3 separate regions of the Zea mays genome follow, and regions 2 and 3 are each linked to region 1. Evidence: chromatin contacts called from public Hi-C data. All regions are on one chromosome and are shown on one strand. The core of a region is the stretch at or near the end of the contact, and the rest is flanking DNA. Distances in the headings are between cores, read along the strand shown. Region 1 holds the start of LOC100277913. Region 2 holds the start of LOC100284503 (electron carrier/ electron transporter/ iron ion binding protein). Region 3 holds the start of LOC103630705 (glutamate synthase 2 [NADH], chloroplastic).

The links. A called contact is a pair of places that touch in the nucleus more often than the background predicts.
Region 2: a Hi-C map of tassel shows a contact between it and region 1, with 2.5 times the contacts expected there. The contact joins the promoter of LOC100284503 here to the promoter of LOC100277913 in region 1. A contact is called at or near these places in 3 of 25 Hi-C or Micro-C datasets (ear, leaf and tassel).
Region 3: a Hi-C map of root tip shows a contact between it and region 1, with 6 times the contacts expected there. The contact joins the promoter of LOC103630705 here to the promoter of LOC100277913 in region 1. A contact is called at or near these places in 10 of 25 Hi-C or Micro-C datasets (bundle sheath, ear, leaf and 2 more) and 1 of 3 datasets of contacts at active chromatin or transcription factors (seedling).

Annotation. Positions count from the first base shown.
Region 1 is chr6:174,939,532-174,943,649 of Zm-B73-REFERENCE-NAM-5.0, reverse strand. It overlaps LOC100277913, which reads right to left and starts at 1,714. Exons shown (of 15, transcript NM_001366016.1): 1 at 1,453-1,714; 2 at 1,251-1,328; 3 at 1,117-1,166; 4 at 898-951; 5 at 729-781; 6 at 433-505; 7 at 274-335; 8 at 83-151. The coding sequence starts at 1,677.
Region 2 is chr6:174,718,758-174,722,875 of Zm-B73-REFERENCE-NAM-5.0, reverse strand. LOC100284503 (electron carrier/ electron transporter/ iron ion binding protein) reads left to right here and starts at 1,917. Exons shown (of 6, transcript NM_001329697.2): 1 at 1,917-2,236; 2 at 2,405-2,518; 3 at 2,598-2,651; 4 at 2,786-2,848; 5 at 2,938-3,000; 6 at 3,128-3,448. The coding sequence starts at 2,012. The coding sequence ends at 3,163. TRNAE-CUC (transfer RNA glutamic acid (anticodon CUC)) reads left to right here and starts at 3,739; the gene lies at 3,739-3,811.
Region 3 is chr6:174,757,040-174,761,157 of Zm-B73-REFERENCE-NAM-5.0, reverse strand. LOC103630705 (glutamate synthase 2 [NADH], chloroplastic) reads right to left here and starts at 2,419. Exons shown (of 22, transcript XM_023300388.1): 1 at 2,274-2,419; 2 at 2,003-2,122; 3 at 1,798-1,911; 4 at 1,545-1,697; 5 at 1,363-1,463; 6 at 1,074-1,170; 7 at 422-531; 8 at 195-298; 9 at 1-48. The coding sequence starts at 2,384.

The sequences.
Region 1 (4,118 bases), core at 465-2,964:
GCTCTGCTTAAGCCTCATGAGTTAATTTTCCGGAAATCACACCGAGTTATAGTAATGGACCTTATGGTTCTGCAACACATACCATAGCGATCACAATGATGAGCCAACATCAAACCAACTTCCATCATCAGCTTCCCAAGATCTTTAAATGCTACAAAAAAGGGAAAAGAAATCTGTAAACATAGTCTAGTTTCCAGGTATGAATGTGAAAATGCAAAGGAAAAAAACAGATTGAAGTCACATTGATGGCTTATCGAATGCATTCAGTCATACCTATCTCAAGCTCAGGAAGATTATCGTTTGGCCATATATTTGGTCGGCAATATGATGGATACCTGCAGGTTAAACATCATCAGATGTTTAAAATGTTAGATCATGGTATTGGACCATGATGGAAATCGAGACGACAGTTCCATGCTAGAAACACTTTACCTACTTACAAGCACATCATCAGTAGTAGGGACATCCAAAACAGGGTTCGCATAAAAGGAACCTTTAAATGTGTCTGCATGCAGTAATCAGAGTTTATCTTAGGAAAGAAGTTCATGCACAATAGTCATGGGAGCCGAGCAGAGCTCAACAGATAGCCTCATGGTAGGAATGAGATCCTGTCCAAAAACTTGCTTTCTTGGCAGCACCGCAGCAGGTTTCAAGGATGAATAGTACTCCTACCCCACACATACAACAGGATACTACATGATAACTCACGGAATGGACCAGTGTCATACCAAGTTTCCCGGACTCGAGTTTCTCCTTCCCATGACTCCACCCAAAGTTATATCTGCAGATGACAAGTGCATATAATATAATCTAGCTGCTAGCAATCGATACCCTAGTCACAAGCAGGAGTTTTCAGGTGGGTGCGATCATAACGAAATCGTTGACAAACAGCACGACCTGCTATCTGGATCTTCAAGCTGTTTCTTCACCTCTTCAGGAAGGTTTGCAATCCTGACAAATAAGCAAGCAAGCAAGAACGAAGAACAGGAACCTTTCATCAATCATCATCAGTAAACAAACAACTCTTGACTCAGGAGCAGAATAAACCACCCAGTACAGGAGGAATGAGGGGGGCATATATAACATGTTAATATGTTATGAGCATAAACGACATGCCTGGGTGCCAAGCGCAGCAGCCTTTTTCTTAGCTCTGGAAACTCAGGTACCTGCGTGGACCAGGATCAAGACAGTTTAAGGAACCCATGGCTCGAAATCACGATGCAATCAGTTCCACCACGGTTGCTACTCACATCGGCAATGGTGACGATGCCGAGCCCATGGGGACCCAGACCTTCCTCGATCTTGTCGCCAAGGTCCCTGTCCGGCACCTGCGCACGCCCACCCGCCGCCGCCGCCGAACGGCACGTGATCAGAATCATGAGAAGTGACACACACACACACACACATTCCCTCCCTCCCGAGACGGCAACACTCAACACCGGGGAAGATTACCCTGAGGTCGGCGAAGGGGATGGTGACCGCGCGGACGGTCGGCGGCCGCTCCTGCTCCTCCTCGTGCTGTTGCATCGCGCGGCAACGGTGCCGGACCCGGCGGGACGACGCGGGAGCGAGGGCGAAGGAGACGACCTGGCCCCGTGATCTGCGCCGGGCGGCTGGACCTGCAGCCCAAGTGGAGGTGGTTCGTATTCCCACGGCGGTGCCCACCTCCAGCACCATGACGTCGCTCTCGTGTCCCGTTGGATTCAGTTGGGTTGGGTTGGGTTGGGTTGTGGCCTGTGGGTGCCGACCTCGTTTTGGCGGCACCTGGCGCAGATAGATGGAGATGAAGAGTTTGTGCCGTCACGTCACGCGAACGCTGCCCCGGTGACCTGCTGACGCAGTGATGGAGACTTGGCGCTCGACCGTCCGTGTGGCGCAGTGACGTGAAATGAGAGAGAGATAGAGCCCCAGGCCCCAGCTAGGCAGCCCGCACGGCGCTGGCCTGTTTCGCTCTAGTGACAAACAATGTGCATATGATGTAACCTACCTAATCTGTAGTGCTAACTCTTTTATTCTCATTCCGTTCAAAAATATAAATCATTCTAAGATTTTTGCGGAGTCAAAGTTTTTTTAAGTTTAACTAAATTTATATAATAAAGTAATAGCATTTACGATATCAAATGTATACCATTAGATTCTCTATTAAATATATTTTCATACTATATTTATCACATGTCATGAATCTTTTATGATTCTCTCTATACTTTTGATCAAACCTTAAAAACTTTGACTCTCAAAGAATCTTGGAAAGACTTATATTTTAGAACGCAAGGAGTACTTATTAAAACTTTTTATTTGTGCTGGTTGCAAACTAATTTTTAGGCTGCAACATAAGAACATTTACCATGGGTGTCTTTAGTTGTCTTCGAGTGTGTTTAAGGGGTAATATAAAAAATTTTCGAGTGTGTTTAAGTGGTAAATGTAAAAAGTCTCAAAACACGTATTTTAACGAAGAAAATGTGTCTTGGCTCTATGCTCGAGACAGAGAACTATCTGATTGGTCAATTTAATTTATTAAATAATTTGATTGATGCATGGATATAGTAAGTGTGGGGGATAGATATCCCCTGGGTCCACTAAAGATATAAAAGACCTCACGAAAGGCCCAAGGGCCCAATAATTCGTAAGGTCATTCTTTCGTGGGCCTGGGGAAAGACAACCAACAAAGAAGAGAAGACGTGAGACCGGATTGGTGCAAACCCGGACGGCCCACAACGGCGAACGAATAAATCGCAACAGAGACCCGACTTTCCTGCGCTGAAGCCCCCATGCAACGGAGCCATGCGAGGATAAGTCGGCGAGGGTTACGTAGGGATAAACTCAGGAGGTTCACCATCTTTTAGCTACTTGTTGTTATCATATCCACATGTACTGCCCCACGGTCGAATATATAAGGCCCAGGGGGCACCCCTTCAGAACGATCGACCCTATTTTACTTAGCCACCCACGTAAACTCTCTGCGCCCTCTATCCAGAGAGTCCTCTTGTAACCACGCTCATATACTCACCAGGACGTAGGGTGTTACGCACTTCTAAGCGACCCGAACCTGCAAATCTTGTCCATCGTCCCTCGTGCGATCGGCATGAACCATTTTGCTACAGTCGTTGACACCGTCCTACTCCTAAAAACACCTTGAGGGGCAACCCCGGGTGTGCGGTCGGACCCAAAACACCGACAGCTGGCGCGCCAGGTAGGGGGTGTGTCGACGATCCAAGCTAGCTCAATGGCCGTCACCTTCCGCAGCAAGATCACCGTGCGTCCCGGATCTGTATTCTGCTTCGGGACAATCTCATCTGTAGCGGACGAAGAGGGAATTCTACACCGCATCGCGGATCTGCCGGAAAAGAAGTTTCCTCCAACAAACTCCGAAAATGCTGGAAAGACGCTACCTCCGGCTCTTCGGAAAAAGATCGTCTCCGGGGAGGCTGGAGCTAGAAGCTTGCTGACCCGGAAGACTCTGTTGTCTACTTCCCCGACGAAAGAATGGACACGGATCGCGAGAAAGAAGGAGACCAGGGAGAGGCAAGTCGTTCTTCCCGTTCCTCCGGCCTCAAAGGAGAACGGAAAGAAAGTCGCCACGACAGCAGTACCGTTCTACCCCGACGTCCTCTTCATCGGGAGAGCAGAGTCGCCCGTCGTCTCTGACGATGAACCGACCGTGCCTGGAGAAGAACCACCTCAGCGAGAATCCCGCCGACGAAGGAACCGACGCAGGAACGTTCGACGACATCACGCAGCCGGAGAACGGGATCCGGAGCAGCCTGTCTCGCGAGACGAGGTCTCGGAGATAGGAGAAACTCCGGAAGAACGCGTCTTCAGGGAACGAAGGAACTCCCGACGACGTGATCGCCGGCGGACTCAGGAGCAAGCCGAGCAAGATGCAAGGCAACGACGCGAGAATCCGCTCTTCGGGCGCAACCTGAACCCCGACTTCGCCCGAGCTATGAACACGCCGAGCGAAGTCGGAGGCGTTCTAGCTCGGATAGCTGACGGACTCCTCGGACTCCCGACGCCGAGGGATACCGACGCCTGTTCACTCAGGCGGCCAACCATCTTCTACCGCTCGCTCACCCGCCGAACGATTTGCGACACGCCATCAACAGTCGCCGAGACGCGCG
Region 2 (4,118 bases), core at 668-3,167, 220 kb after region 1:
GTACTGTGTGCTTGACTGCAGTAGTCCTGTTAGTTTGGGTCGTGCCAACACGGTCCCGGCACGAATTTGAAAGCACGAAGCTCGGCCCAACACGGTAGAGAAGAACCTGGGCCAGCACGGCACGATTAACGTGCTGGGCCGTGCTTATGGTTTCGGCCCGATGGCCCAAAAGACACGGCACGGGATAATGGGCCGTGCCCGGGTCAGCCCGGCACGAAAACGGCCCGGTGGTTCGCAGCATTTAGGGTTTAGGTCAGTTCGCAGTCGCAGTCCGTAGCACCCGCCCTCATCTGGCTACCCACCCGCGGCAGGCAAGCCAGCCAAGGGGTTCGGCCGGTCCCAGCACGGTGGCGCCCTACGCTGCTCCTCCGCCGCAGTACGGCGGCTACGGTTACCCGCCGCCGGGGTACGGCTACTGCCCCCGCCGCCGCAGCAGGCCGGGTACGGGTACGGCTACCCGCCACCGCAGGCCGCCAGCTACGGGTACCAGCAGCAGGCCGTGAGGCCGCAGAAGAAGAAGACGGCAGCAGGTACCAGCAGCAGGCCGTGAGGTTACGACGCCGGGTACCAGTAGCAGGCCGCTGTCTCTCGTTTTGGATTTTCCTTTTGTGATTTGTTTCCTTTCGAAATTTTGTCAATCTGACGATCGTTTAACCAGGCATCTCTAACTCGAAGCTGCTTGTAATTTTGGTGGCGGCGCGTGATAGCTATCAGATTGTAAAGTCGTGCTGGGCTCTACTCCTATTTAACTGGTTGTCTTCTACTGTTCACGGGCGAAACTAAAGGTTATTGTTAATTGCGTGCCGGGCCTAAAAAAGCACGACCCGATTCAAGCACGGCGGGCTTTAGTGCCATACTGGACCTTCATTTTAGTCCATAGGCACGATAAAACCCGGCCCGAAAGTAATTCGTGCTGGCCCGGTCCGACACTTTGAAGCCCGAAGCACGACGGGCTCGTGCCGGGCCAGCACGGCAATGCCCATCTTGCAGGACTAGCTTGCAGGCATTGCCGTAGCAGCTGTGGCCGCGTGCTCGAGCAGTACTTGAGACTTAAGAAAGGGACGGGTGGCTTGCGACTTGCATGTTGGAAACTTGGAGCAAAGAACAAGTAAAAAAAATGCCGGCTGCGCACAGCCATGAGAGAATGAATTTGTGGTCATGCGACTTTAGGTTTTTACCTTTCTGTAGTACCTTTGCGAACTCTAGATTGCAAGAGCAATCGTGCTGATAACGTGTTAAGAACTCTTTGCTTCCGAGTGTAGTCCAAAGGCTCCTTAAGTAAAAGTGAAATCACAAACACGGGAGACACAAAGATATAGGTGGAACTGATATTCTTATTCTTGTATTCAGTTCTCTTTATATTACAACAAATGGTGGTGTGCTTATTAATATATAGTGGAAAGTTAGGGTTTCAGCTAGATGGGCCACATAGGCCTGCGGGGCCTAAACTGATTTCTTAACAAAGGCGACGGTAAGAAACCAAGGCGACGGTATGGAAAAGAAGGAACAACACGAGCTAAAAAATTACGCCCGTGGAATGGACGAGGATCCCTAGATGCCGATTTTTTTCAGGACAGACACGAGGCCAGCGATGGAGGTATAGGGCGCGGGCGAGGACAGGCCAGGGAAGCTGAGCCCACCAGGAGCGAATTGGCGAAACCGCCTTGTTGGGCTGAGGATGGGCCGGACGGCGGGAGAGCGGATGGTTGGCTGGAAAGAGGTCCGTGAGAGACCGGGCAGGTCCGTCTCGAGGCTCCAGCTGCCACCCGTCACCCGTGTCCGTGTGTGGTGCCCGCTGCGCCGCGCAAGGCCTCTCCGGTCGCCGACGGCCCGACCCCACACGCGCCTTCGCCACAACGCAGCCCAGTCCACACCTTCGCGCGTACGATAAATGGCGCAAAAAAAATACTTGCCGAGTTGTTCAACGAACCAACCAGCCTAGCGACGCCGACGCCGCCACGTCCCAACGAAAAAGAAACAAAAAAGAAGAAGAGGACAGACTGCCAGAGTCATGGCGGCCACGAGCTCCGCCTGCGCGTGCGCGGCGGTAGCGCTCGCGTCCTTCCCGTCCGCCGCCTCCACCTCCGCCCCTTCCCGCGTCTCGGCCAGCAGCCACCGCGGTCAGCGGCACTCCAGGGCCGCCACCGTCAGATGTTCCAGCACGTCGCCCAACGTGTCCCAGGGCGCGCCGGCGCCGGCGCCGCCCAAGCCGCAAATCGAGCTCGAGTTCGTCGGGGTAAGCCTGCCTCTCTCTCTCTCTCTCTCTCTCTCTCTCTCTCTCTCTCTCTCTCTCTCTCTCTCTCTCTCTCTCTTACCCTTCCTCCGACGCCGACGCGAGAGTATGCATGGTCGCTGGATGCCTGATTTGTTTGGTCTGCACTCTGCACTCTGTGACGCTCTGTAGCCGAAGCCCGGTGCCGACGGCTCCTTCCCGGTGGACCGGGCGGAGGCGGCCAGCGGCGAGAAGCTCCTCCGTGACGTCATGAACGAGAACAAGATCGAGCTCTACGCCGCATACGTGAGCTCTGCTTTTCTTCTTCATTTGTGTTGTGCTGTAGCCTGACAGACAAAGCGTGGTCTTGCTGTATCGCTCGCAGGGTAAGGTGATGAACTGCGGTGGCGGCGGAAGTTGCGGCACTTGCATCGTCGAGGTACTTCCTCTCCACCCCAATCTACAGCACCGAATGTCTGCAGTGCAGCTAAAGATTGGGGAGTGGACACACTCCCAACAACAGCAGAAGCTGGATTAACGGGAGGTCTGATTTGGGTGCTGCGAATTCTACAGATAATCGATGGAAAGGAGCTCCTGAATGAGAGGACGAACACCGAGAATCGGTACCTGAAGAAGGTAGGCATTGGACACTGGACAGCGCGCAATGTTCACTCAGCACTCAGTTGCTCTGTCTTAACTCGTTTGATCTCCCTTGTCTCTGGCAGAAACCAGACTCATGGAGGCTAGCTTGCCAGACTATTGTAGGCAACAAAGAGAACTCTGGCAAGGCAAGCTTCGTTTTGTTCCCCACACATCGTTCAATCAACACTTCACTTCCATATGCATTGAAAAAGAAAGTTGTTCAGTGAAGTACTTAACCATATACACTGTCAACTGTCATTTGCATTTTTTTAGGTTGTGGTCCAACGGCTGCCCCAGTGGAAGAGATGACCGTGCAGTGCAGCACCACGTTGGTGGATGATTGATCGTCCAGTTGTATGTCACTAAAACGCCATGCCCTGTGCATTAGAGAAGAGACAGAATCACCTCGTCATATCGCTTGTGACCAGTTCTCTGATACTAGTTTGCAAGTCTGGGCTTCGGTCCACAGTATATATGTGGGATATATATCTGTAAACAAAAAAAACAAGAAGGCAGGGCATGTTGGGATATATATCTGTAAACAAAAAAACAAGTTTGGGCTTCGGTCCACAGTATATAAGCTGTTTTCACAAATGGAGACCAGAGTACTCCGGTGTATGTTGGTAGCTTTCTGAAAGAAAAAAAAAACAAGAAGGCAGGGCACTAGAATTTTCAGCCCTTCAAAATTTCCTTTCCTGCATGTTGTCTCTACGGACATATGAATTTTTAACGAACATGTCACTGCTAACAGAGGCGTGCCTCTCTGATACGTGCATGGTGTCCCGTTACATGATTCTCTCCATGCCATCGTGAATTCGTGATGCAGAACAATGTGATATGGATGTATCTGATTTGTAATGTTTTGTATGCTTATATTCCAATCATCCGTTGTAGTCTAGCTGGTCAGGATATTCGGCTCTCACCCGAAAGACCCGGGTTCGAGTCCCGGCAACGGAACTTTTTTATGTTTTTTTAGATATACTCATCTTTTTCAGAAACTGCGTCGCTGACCGCGTGCTCATTAGGGAGGTCCGAACTTGCTTCAGAGCATTGTTGAAAAAGCAACAGCATTTGTGCTTCCGGTCATAGCTAGTATGGTTCTCGTTTTCTTGGTTCACAGATAGATGGAGTAAACCTGTTGGTTTGCATCGCAAGGCCATTGAGAGCCAACTTTTCAAAGATCACAAATATGGCCATTTCAAAAATTAAATTACACTGCAACGTCTTTATTTGCAATAATACTATATGGCCATTTCAAGATTAA
Region 3 (4,118 bases), core at 1,170-3,669, 180 kb after region 1:
AGCTCCTTCCAGACCGGATGAGAAGCTCAAGTACATTATCAAATGCACCTGAATAAGGACCATTTTTCATCGAATCAATGCTTTTGACAAGACAAATATAATTTAACCTGCCATGTGTAGATAGAATATGGATCTAGTATCCTAGCACTTTTTACTACTTCCTTTTTCTTGCATGTGTAGATAGAAAATGGAACCTGAGTCTGAAGAGGTAACATCCACTATAGGCAGAAGTTTTGACATTTCATCCCTTGATAGACCGAGTCCCTTGCACTCCAGAAGACCTTCACGTGCTGTCATCCTATTAAACATAAAAATATAGCACATCGCAGTGAAATGCGTCCATGAATGCCTGTCATATGGAGATTATTGCTTACAAAACTTTGCAAATTGTGTAGCGGGGTGGGAGGAGGGGGGCTGTTACCAGTTCTTGTTCCCTCTAAGGGTATTGATCTCGCCATTATGTCCCAAAACACGCATTGGTTGTGCCCGATCCCAGCTGGGGAAGGTGTTCGTGGAGAATCTTGAGTGAACCTGTTTGCATGCATGACTAATTAATCAAACCTTCCTCCAATGGCGAAGCTAGAGTAAATTGGAGGAGGGTGCATAGTAATGATTTATAGGTGGTGTATATATATGGTGAAAATCCAGTCTAAATCACTGATTTTGCAAATTTTTGTGGGTGCATATGCACCCTCTCTCATGAACCTAGCTTCGCTCCTGCCTTCCTCATCTTTGTTCATCTATATAATATGCAATATGAAGTATGGTCTCAAATGGATCATCAACACCATAGAAGGCGATGTTAGTTCCTAAACAATTCCAGAAGCCATAAGTTACCTCACACATAACACAATTTCCCTACACTACCCCACAGATACTGACATAACAGAATTTCCTTAGACTACCTAATTGAAGGACACATACACAAATTCTGATTCTGAAATGCACGATGAACCAGTATTGAAACAGCATGCGCAAACAAAAAACCCGCATTGCTACTTGCAGTCCCCGTCTCCTGACTGCGTTTATGAATTTCCTTATATTCTATAAAGTTAATGAGCCTATGTATTTACCAGAGCCATGTAACTTTTGAACCTTTGGTCACCTAAGTCTGCAAAGAAGTACCCTTTAAGTTGAGTTGGCTTCAGCTGACCCTTGTAAACAACAGTCCTGAAGAATAATAAAAACGGATTTCACAAATAGTTTCTTCGAAAAAGTGGAAGACTTGAAATAAAGTAACTTGAGAGGAGCTCAAATCACAAAAAAAATCAGCATCTATATGATACCCTTCTGTTCCTTGATCGTTTCAGATTTCACACGTTATATTTTCTTAAAAAAATGAATAGGGTGATAAAGTGGAACCTTGAAGATAGAGAGCACGTATAGAAATCATTTGGTCCTCCGTGCTCAAGACATAAAGCTTCACGGATGGACTTGATTGAGAGCCCACGTAGGATGTACAACTGCATATGCAATTTGCAGAAGGAAGTCAACAGACAATGTCTATCACACAGATTTCAAATTTTATAGCTCATCAAAATGACCTGTTGCTCAAAGTCAGCCTTGGAGTGCATGCTCTTAGACACAAACACTTGTTCGATCGTTGGTTCAGTTTCAAGCGCTGCTTTGCCCAAGTCCGAGTTGTCTGTTGGAACCCGACGCCACCCAAGCACTACATGTCCCAATGACTCGGCAATCTGCAGTCCAAATACATGCCGGACAAAAATGAACACGCTTTTGTCTCGACTAGATTTTGCCCTTTTCTTCTTCTTCTTTGTACTCTTTCACTAGACTAACCTCATGGAACACAAGCTTGGTCTTCTCACGTCGGTCATCATCGTGGGGCATGAAGAACATCCCTACGGCGTACTCACCTTGCGGTGGAAGCTCAAAGCCGGCGTCCTTGGTGACCTGACACGACACAAAACCAAGCACAAAGTGACCCCTCGGCCACAGAAAGTCCTTCTCCCTCGTTAACAACTTCAACTAAACATAAGCTTGCCTCTCTGAGAAAGGCATCCGGCAGTGCAACAAGGATGCCCGCACCATCGCCGGTGTTCTTGTCACAGCCACAGGCGCCACGGTGGGACATTCTCTCAAGCATCTCGACGGCGTCGACGATCTACAGTTCAGACACAGGCCACGTTAAGCGAACTCTGACATGTACAGGGGCTGGCACAAAGCACTGAGTTACTGAAAGCTTCAGCAAGGAAGAATAAGGAATGGAAGTATGAACTCCAAGCAGGCGCGCGCGTAGTCGCGGAAGCGCTCACGGTTTTGCGGCTGGGCTCGGCGGAGAGCTCGGCGATGAAGCCGACGCCGCAGGAATCGCGGTCCATGGACGGGTCGTAGAGCCCAGTGTCGCCCTGCGGTAGCTTCGACATGGACCTGACCCCCGCCGCGGCCGCCGCCACCACCGAGCCGCCGCCGTGGCGCCGCGCGGCGCGCTCGGCCCACGGCAATGCCCGCGGGCGCCGCTGGGCGGCGGGGAGCGGCGCGCCGCGGAGGAACCGCCCGCCCTGCGCCAGCGACACGCAGCGGCGGTGCTGCAGCAGCGCCCCGGCATGCGCCGCTCCAGCTGCCCTCACCGTCGTCCGGCCACGGGGCCTGCCCGGCGCGGGAGCCGCCCGGAGCTTGAGAGCCAGGCTCTGCGTCGCCGACATTGCCCGGCTTCGTAGGGAAGTAGAGAGAATGCCGCCTCCTCGCCGATGGTACTTATCTACGTGCAACCGCAAACGCAAACAGACAACGCATGAGATTCCAAGGACGTATCAGAAACAAATCTTTAAAAAATCACTGACAAAACCAATGATACCCTGCTGTGCTTGGCCTTTGGCTGTGATCGTGCTCCTCGCGCTCTTCGCCAGGAGACGTACGCTGCGAAACGTAGCGGGGGGTGACGGTGAAGGCCGGTGCTTGTCGTCTCGGCGGCCCTCCGCCTCTGCGCCGCTTCCCTGTCTCTTCTTCACCTCGCAGGATTTCACAGTACGCCGCTCTGTGCTCACTGCTCAGCGGCGCACGCAAGAATTTATACCCGTGCCGTGCGAGCTAAACCCCTGCGTGTTTTAAAGTAGTACTGCTCATTTCTTTTTATTTTTTTTACTATTTTTGTTTATCTCCCCCTCTACCTCGTCGCTCGTCTGATTCTTGTTGATTCCTTAGCTGGCAAAGGCAACTGCCAATTTGGCTGGCATCATTCGTTAATTAAGCTGTCAATACACTACGGTGACAAAGATTACAAATATAGACGTGTTTAAGATAGGTTATTAAGAGAAGTGAAAAATGATTACAAGAGCAACTCCAATAGATTAACAAAAAGATTAGCTAAATTTACTGATTTACCTACTCTTTAAAATAAATTTTAAAAACAATAGACTATTTCAACAGACTTTGTAGATTCAAAACTCTATACCGCGCGTGATGCACGCTATCAAAAAATTGAGAGAGAAAATTAAAGACAGATAGCTACTAAATTTAAAGAGTTAATATAGATATGTCTCTCCTTTAATAATATCTAAATTTATATTTACAAAACATCATGTCTAATCTTTTAGAGTTGCTCCTTTTACTTAGGGTATGTTTGGTTGGAAAGTCAACTAAAATAGAGCAGTTCCATTTAAGTTTTGAAAATAGAGTCATTTTATTCTGTGTTTGGCGAGAACAGAGTCGCTTCATTTTTTGTTGGTTGTAAAGTGAAATAGAGCGAAGTTGTTTCCGTTCTTTGTTTGGTTGGAGAGCCATATGAGTGTAGAGGAGAGAAGACAGATGGGAGCGCTCGCATCCGATCATTTTGTGTAGCGCGAGCATTCCAATTATTTATGGTAAATTTTTATACGAAGACTTTAGAAACCGTCTCACTCTTTTTTTGGAAACAAAAATCTAAAAAAGGAATGGTGTCGTTTCATTCCCCTACACTCCCCAAAAAACACATCCTTACTCCTTCCATTTTTATTCGCATGTATTTTTTGGCTTTGGCGTCGAGGCGTGTAACCTCGACGACAATGAATTTAAACTAAAAGAACATACTTATAAAAAAAAACTTTCTAAAAAGGCCAAAAAAACAAAAATAAAAAAGGGCCAGGTACACCGCCAATTGGTATTTGGTAACCAGCGTATAG